2 separate regions of the Rattus norvegicus genome follow, and region 2 is linked to region 1. The links are chromatin contacts, called in public Hi-C maps. All regions are on one chromosome and are shown on one strand. Each heading gives the region's core, a stretch centred on a gene start, on an enhancer-like site or on the middle of the called end of the contact. The rest is flanking DNA. Distances are from core to core; before and after follow the strand shown. Region 1 has its middle 130 kb from the start of Csnk1g3. Region 2 has its middle 190 kb from the start of Rpl15l3.

The links. A called contact is a pair of places that touch in the nucleus more often than the background predicts.
Region 2: a Hi-C map of the Rat2 cell line shows a contact between it and region 1, with 3 times the contacts expected there. The contact joins two enhancer-like sites. A contact is called at or near these places in 2 of 12 Hi-C or Micro-C datasets (the Rat2 cell line and mammary epithelial cells).

The regions. Positions count from the first base shown.
Region 1 is chr18:49,622,473-49,626,244 of GRCr8, forward strand. No RefSeq gene overlaps it. Among named protein-coding and RNA genes, the nearest start is that of Csnk1g3, 130 kb to the left of the region's middle. Within about 2 kb of position 2,324, at least 23 of the 93 cell types and tissues checked have an H3K27ac peak or open chromatin away from gene starts, as enhancers often do.
Region 2 is chr18:50,274,082-50,278,153 of GRCr8, forward strand. No RefSeq gene overlaps it. Among named protein-coding and RNA genes, the nearest start is that of Rpl15l3, 190 kb to the right of the region's middle. Within about 2 kb of position 2,075, at least 44 of the 93 cell types and tissues checked have an H3K27ac peak or open chromatin away from gene starts, as enhancers often do.

The DNA of each region.
Region 1 (3,772 bases), core at 1,074-3,573:
TTAGAAGAGCCCAGCAATTGAGCCAATAAGGCAGGTTGAAAAATAAGCTTCTGTGTGTGTGTGTATGTGTGTGTTTCATCTCTGGATCTGAGGGAACCTGGATGGGTTGGTAGTGAGGTCCACCTGAAGCTTAAAGCAGGGTAGCAAAAACTACAGGCTACAGCCAAAACCTTAAAGGGGACATTACAGCATCAGCATTGGGTAGGATCATGGAGTTGGCCCCAGGGCCGAGGAAGGCTCCCTTGTTTTCGTCCTAGCTTTGGAATGGTAAGAAAAGTACTCCACTCAGTTTCTCACTCAGCTGAAGTAGTTCTTTAAACTATAAACTTATAGACATTTTCTCAAGGGATTGTGTGGGGATTTACATGCCTGGTGTGTGTCTTCAGGAAATTCTTACTTCTATCTAGAAGCAAGAGAACACGTAAGATTCTGATTTTGAGGGACTTCCTTGTGGGTGGTCTGTTGACTATCCTTTGACACATCCCGTCTGGGAACTTCATAACCTGCTCATCTTCCTAAAATTCTCCAGATGACAGAACGAATATCTAAAGTGTTCACTGAGCAATGCTGTGCTGTTTAATTACCTGTGCCATTTAGCATGTCCTTGAGAAAGCCTTCTAGTGTGGGTTCAATGCTTCTGTATCTGCCATTATGTAAATGAAAGAAACAACTAATTTTTCAAGAAGACCGTTAAAGTCTGTTGACTAAGAAGTATTGCATGGGCTCTGGGGAGGTGACTTGGAGATTAAGCGCGTTTGCTGCTTTTGCAAAGGACCTGGGCTCCATTCCCAGAAGCCACATGGCAGCTTGCTCTAGGGCATCAGAAGTCCCCTTCAGGTCTCTGCAGGCATCAGGCACACATGGCATACACATACACAGGCAAAATACTCATATGTGTAAAATAAAAATAAATAAACTATTTACAAAGTGTTACTTTTAATGATTCTTTCCTGTGTATCATACTTTTCTTTCCTGCTAGGGAAAGTAGGAGTGAATTAATATGATAACTAATCTTTGAGACACATAGTTGTTTAATAAGCTGGAAACCTGCACCTTCCAAACTCTAACATCTTGTTGGGATCATTTTTCACTCAACCATGACCTACCTACTTCAGAGGTCTACGCCACCAATGGTGAAAATCATAAAGACCAAATGTCTGAATTCGGTGCTGAGACCATCACAGAAATTTATTTTTAATATCAGAAAATAGAGTTCAACAGTTTACTATTAAATCATCCATGGTCGATGTCACCAGCCTATGACAACGTAGTAGACAGTCTTGAGATGCAGGCATACCATTTATCACTAGGCAGCTTGTAGAATTTTGTTATTATTGTTGTTGTTGTTTTTGTTTTTAGTCTCTGTGGGTTACTGTAACCTGCGGGCCAGCTGAGAAAAAATTAGCAGCTGCATTTGGCCCCTGTTTATGATTTAAAAAAAATATGTGCCGAAGTGCAAATAATATTCACAGTGAATTTAAAGGTATTAGCAATGTAGTTGGTAGCTTTAGTGCTGTTAGGACAACTCTCTGCGTGTCCACTTGATGGCAGCGTGTACTATGTGCTAGCACCGAACTTCTCTTTGTTTTTTTTTTTTTTTTTTTTTTTTTTTTATCTTTCCTTTACGTTGTTCAGCCTCGTTTAACATTGGTGGTGGAAGAGATTGATGGCAATGCAAATGTATTTATAACCACGAGAGATAGTCGCCTTCCACCCCAATTAGCCTTTGCATTGATTTAGTGAGGAAAAACATCTATTACCGAGAAAGTCTTACAGATTAGTGTTGCATTATTTCGCTACAGTTGAAATATCTGCAGGAAAAGTGATCTCACAGATCTCACTTTAATCTAACCAAAACGTATTTTCCCAATAATTAAAAACATAAAGAGATTTATCATTTGAGAGTGCTACTCTAGCTCAGTCCTCCTCACCACCGTGTTCCCCTTAAAGCCACAGACTCAGCTATTTGAATATATTTTTAATAATGAGCTTGTGATATATTTTAGATCTTTAAAAAGAGATTTATTCATGAGCTGTTGCTTGCACAGAGCCATTGATCTACCAAAAAAAAAGAAAAGAAAAGAAAAGAAAAATCTCATTTCTCAACTTCTTTGTGAGAATATAATTATGATCTGAACTAAAGTCTTTTTATTTTTTAATATAAAAAGCGTCTCTGCCTTTTGAAATACCCTTTTGTACCCCCAAAAGAATGGAGCTGAAGTGGAGACACTTCCTGCAGAGAAAAATCTGCCAATAAGGATCCCAAAAACAAGCCGCCAAGCGCCCTCTGAGGGAGGGCCGCCTAGACTCCTGTTTGAGATTTACATGGAGCAAATTGGGAGAGATTTACAAGACAGTTACCGGTTAGTGCTTTTGGCTGGAAAGAAGGGAATAGGGTTTTGTTTGTTTTTTAACCAGCCCCTCTCCTCTCCTGGCCTCCGTTTGTCTTAAAAAATAACGGCACTTGGAAAACTTTGGGCGGCTCTTCTGTTATTTTGAGCCGCTGGGGAAGAAGATTCCTGTGATTCATTGCCATTTTCTGTGTCAGAGCAAGGTGAAGACACGCAGCAGCAGCCGGGTTGTAAGGGAAGCACTGCCCGGCCGCCAGGGCTGCCCTAGTGGTAAGAAAGTAACACGGGGAGCCTCAGCGGCCAGCTTAGATAAATACCTTCCAGGCTGTGTATACATATTCTGGGGGCGGAGACTCCGGGGCTGCTGTTTTTGCAAGCTCAACTCTGTTTTTCCTGGGCTTTGTATATATTTACTCACACACAATTGTACATTTCCTTCTGTTTATATATACTTGGGTATTCTGGGCCTGTGTGAGGGAGACTTATGTTCCACACATATTTTTCCTATAGCTCATCTCATGCTAGCTTAAAAAAATGTCTTTATAACAAAGGTAATTCAAGATTACTGTAGAAACCTTAGAGAAGGTGAATCCACGGTAAGAAAATAGCAGAATATAGTATGTAATGGGGCAGTTGCTTAAGTCTTACAGGCTTCCATTTACATAAGTGTGTGAATATATATATTATATATATGTACGAGTGTATACTCATTGGATCATATATTAGTTTTATACATGAGTTTTGTATAAGTGTTCCCAAGTCACATGGGCACAATATCTATTGCTACAAAATCTACTGTTTCTTTTCTAATGAAGCACACTTCCACATCTTATGTGGACTTACCTGGTTTCATCCCCTAGGAAAGAAACCTTAAAATGGTGCTGCTACAGTCAACCCCTGGGCTTGATTGTACACATATGAAAATGTATTCAGCGGACCCGACTCCAGATGGCCCGAGGACAACAGGGGACTATTTTCAAACTTGTATGGGAAGTTTAAATCTTGATTTGACAGGCATAATTGTTGATATGTTCAGTCTCAGACTGAAATCAATAGGGAAAAGGACCTAAGGTCCTTGGCAGATCTTCCAGGCTGGAGCAGAGACTGTCTGTGGAGCCTGTGAAAGCCACCAGCATGGCAAGGGATGCTTACGTGACAGCTGCAAAGAGTGGGTATCCCTTTGGAGGGGGGATCTTAGTTTTCAATTTCCTTGGTGCTCTAAAATGGACTCCTACAGCAAAGTCTTCCCCACTGGCCATGAAAGAAACTAAGAATTCATACAAACGCCAACTGCAAAGTAGAAGCAAGCCAGGAGGGTTAACGCAGCCCTTCCCCCAGCTCCGAGGGTGTGTGGGTGTGTGCATGTATGCGCACAGCCACACGTGTTCATGAATCCTGGGGTCTCTTGTTAGTCCAGACCA
Region 2 (4,072 bases), core at 825-3,324, 650 kb after region 1:
CATTAGCTCTGCCCTTCTCAGCATGCCTCCCATATTCTTGACCACTGGAACCAAGCAAAAGCATCCTGTGGGAAAAAAAGGTCTCCGCAAACCTGCACAGGTGGGATGTAGAATCAAATGTGGAAACTTCATATCTAAACAGAATCTGACATACATTTATACAGAGAAATACAGAGGAATATTAAAATAGGCTTCCCCAGAGATGGCCTGCTGCAAGTTTAAGAGAGTTCCTGAATGTGTTTATAGCGTCTGACCTCAGGAGGACCATGAACCTGGGCGGCAAAATGCCAAGCCTGAATCTGTACAGCCGGGCCTGCTATGATGCTATGAAGCCACCCTGAAGAGAGAAGGAACACGCAGCTGCCTCAATCCTCACAGAGAGCTCAGTCACCTTTCTTTCTAATCTGACGTTACGACAGGAGGAGCAGATTTGATCTCATGTCACAGCTTCCTGATTCACTGTGTGGAGCTTCTTGTGTCAGATGCAATTTCAGGGCTTTGTCTGCAACAGAAAACCAAATCTCACCTTTGCAGATGATAAGGTTGAGAACCAGCTCCTTTCTTTCTCTGGATTTGACTGAACCTGGCAACGAAATGGAGTTTCTACCAGGCTGCTGTGGGTCAACTCCCTTCAGGGTTAAAACTCTAGGTTCAGAAGAGCTGTTCCGAGTCCTTTCTACTTCTACAGTGTGGGATCAGCTAAGCTGAGGGCTAAGGGTAGCCTAGGTTGAGAGCCCAGGCAAGCTGTGGTCCTTGCCTCTCCCCCCCTTCTCCTTCTACAGTCCAACTTAGCATACCCCTTACCCATACTGCCAAGCTTGTTCCCACTTCTTTCCTGTTTCCACATCCTACGTATTATGTACCTTGAAGCTTAGGGTTTGAAATGAATGACTCTTAAGAACAATCTCTAATAAAGCAACTGATCTCAGGGAAAGTCTTAATAGCACAGGCAGCTTAACCCTGGCATTCCTAACTTCCATTTTTCCTCTAGATTCACATTTAGGAGACAGCAATGCTTTGTGCTGAACTCTGAGGCTGCCGAAGTCATTCTCAAATACTAAAAAGGCTTCTAGGGAAGTTTCGCCACCATGGCGCCTACTGTTTGTCCATACAATCATGCTACCAGCAAACCAATAGCCCCTCTATATATTCTATAGACACTTGCAAATATTCGTTTGTCTGCTTGTTTTAATGTGGATGTGTGTGTGTGTGTGTGTGTGTGTGTGTGAGTGTGTGTGTGTACTTATCTGTATGTGTACCATGTAGTTCAGTGTTTAAATAAACCAGAAGAGGGAATATAGCCCCCCCGCCCCCGTAGATGTACTTAGAGCCACTTGGCTTGGGTGTTGGTAACTGAACCTCAGTCTTCTGAAAAGGAAGCAAGTGCTCGTAACCGACCAGCCATTTCTCCAGCTTCAAAACTTGCATTTATTTTGCCACTGTGGGAAGCATTATCAGTTCTGATTCAAGGCAGATTCCTGACAAAAGGGTTTATGACAAGCAGATTGTAAAACTGGTTGATCCAAGCACTGTGTTTCTGGGATATTTCCTAAGCCAAAACCTCCAGGGCAGCAGGGCCCGCTAATTGCTCTTTTGCGGCAGTGACCTTTTCAACCAGACAATGCCTGGACCAGTTCCATGTTGACAGCTCTCCTCTGCCATCACAGTACTGGCAGGGAGAGCAGTACTGGGTGGTACTGAATACAGTTGTGTCTCGTGTTTGTGCCCACCTCACCCCACTGCCCAAAGCCACAACTGAGAGACAGGGGCACCTGTTCTATTCACTTTGTTCTTTTGGATTCCAACAGGAATCTAAGCCAGAGAGATTGGGAGCACGTTAGGACATATTGGCAAGACCTTTAGTGGGAATATTTATTTTCAAGTGGAAATAGTAGGGGAAAGATACAGACACATCTAATTCAACACTAAATCCTCAAGGCTCATGGTTTGAGTTGAAGGTCTGCATGTGTGGTTGCTGCCTGGTTGACCTTGGGTCACTACTGATCTGTGCTCACAAGCTCACTGACTTTTACATATGCAAATCCACTTTGATTATTCTGATCCAGGCAACAATACCTGTGGCTGTCACCCAAAGTTACCATGGAGATTAGCAGATGTTGGCACTTTACAGAGGACTTTCCTGAACCAGGAGTTTGTCACAGATAAGAAAAAAAAATCTGAATAGAACACTAGTTGAAATGACCTCATAAGTCTCTAATGCCATACACATGTTGGAAAAAAATGGTGGCAGGGCAAAAGCAGTCACCAGCTGTGCACGGCAAGAGAGGTGGGGGCAAAGCCACTGACACCACCTCAGGACTCTCTGTCTTCAATGAGACGTTCTGGTTTGTCTATTGAGTCACCACCTAGAGCTTAATGGGAAAATATCCATTGTCCAAAAGGGTGGTAGAAAAGAGGAAATGACATATATTCCCATGTACCCCCACCACCCTGGAAACTACTCAGCATATTTTGATGGAACCAGAAAATGTGCCAAAGGGAAAGATGGGATTTAAGAGAATTTTTAGAGAAGAACTAAACAGTACCTAAAGTCCTGAGCCAAGTTCCCCAGCGGGGCAGCCATGGGGGTAGGTCACTTCTCCATGGTTATGGTCATCTGGTTTTTTTGTTTTGTTTTGTTTTTTGTTTTTACCAACAATTTTGTATCAAAACTGTAAGCTTCAAATAACTCATTACTGCCTTCATAACCCGCACAGCTTACCTAATCCTCTTTTACTGAAGTTATGCAAAATACACTTACTCCATAAATGTGTTGAGCATTGTAGAGGTCACAAGCAGGCCTTTGCTCTCTATTTAAAGAACTGCCAAAATAAATACAAGAAAATTTAAAGGGAATTCAGCTGTGAATTGGAGTAACTGTATTTTGAGAAACAGTAAGTATGAAAGTTACCTAAGACTGTGATTCTGTCTACAGAAGTGGCTTGAAGGCTATACTCATGCTTGTGTGTTTGGGAACAGAAATGAGAACAGGATTTTCATGTGTTTAAGCCACAGAAGTCTGGGTCCGGATCAGAGGATTTCCAGAAACCTTCCTTTGAATGTTCTAGCTTTCTTTATCCTCCATGGGGACAATGTGTGTGTTTCAACGCTATTCATGGCAGTACAAACTCAGTGCTGGTGTGAATACTTAAGCAAAATCTCCCCAGAGAATTAAAGAGCATTATTTCTAATCCCTATTGGGCACCTCATGCCGACATCAACTAGCCAGAACTTGATGATGGAATGAAGTTCTTAATAGACTTTTCGTCAACAAAAGAAGTTATTTTCTCTGTGGAATTCTGTGAATGAGTCAGTCAGAGTTACCCTCTGAGTTCTGGTATGGCTACCACAATGACTAACAATGAGGTGATGTACTTTTAAGAGAAATAGTAGAATTTTCATAATTTCTCAGCCAAGTCTCTGAAATGTATTATTGGATTGCTCAGTTAAACATTCAGTTGTCTTCACTTAAAAGGGGTGAAGGCACTGGATTTACTGCTGTCAGAAGGAGATTTTCCTCAGTAAAATGTCAGGATTTAATTCCATGTAGGCCAACGGGCTGTCATTTTTATGACTTGGGGCTAAAAATGTTTTTTAGCAGCAGAATGTCCAAGGGAGCTGGCGGTGCCTACGTCACCTGTGTCTCTGCGTGTCTCCAACTGCACGAGAGACCAAAGTTGCTAATTTGCTGCTGACCACATAGAATAAGTTCCGCACTACACGTTAGTGACAAAATAGTGCATTTTCCAACTTAGAGAGTATAGACGTGAACATCTTATTTAGCGTTAGAAGAAAGACTTGAGTCCAGGTTGAGATGACTTATCTTAACAGGGTATGGCACCCATTGGTACAATTAAAATGATACCAAAAATCAATCTACTGAACAGTTAATATGAAGATCTTCCAATTCCAGCATCAGTCTCAATTATTGGTGTGGGTGATGTGAGTCATGGTGAGCTTCAACTATTTTATAAGATCCAGACGCTTTTCAAATTAATAAATGCCCACCTTCAGATTTTATCATAGGGAGTACTTGGAAAATTCGTGACTATTCCACAAACAATATGATTCA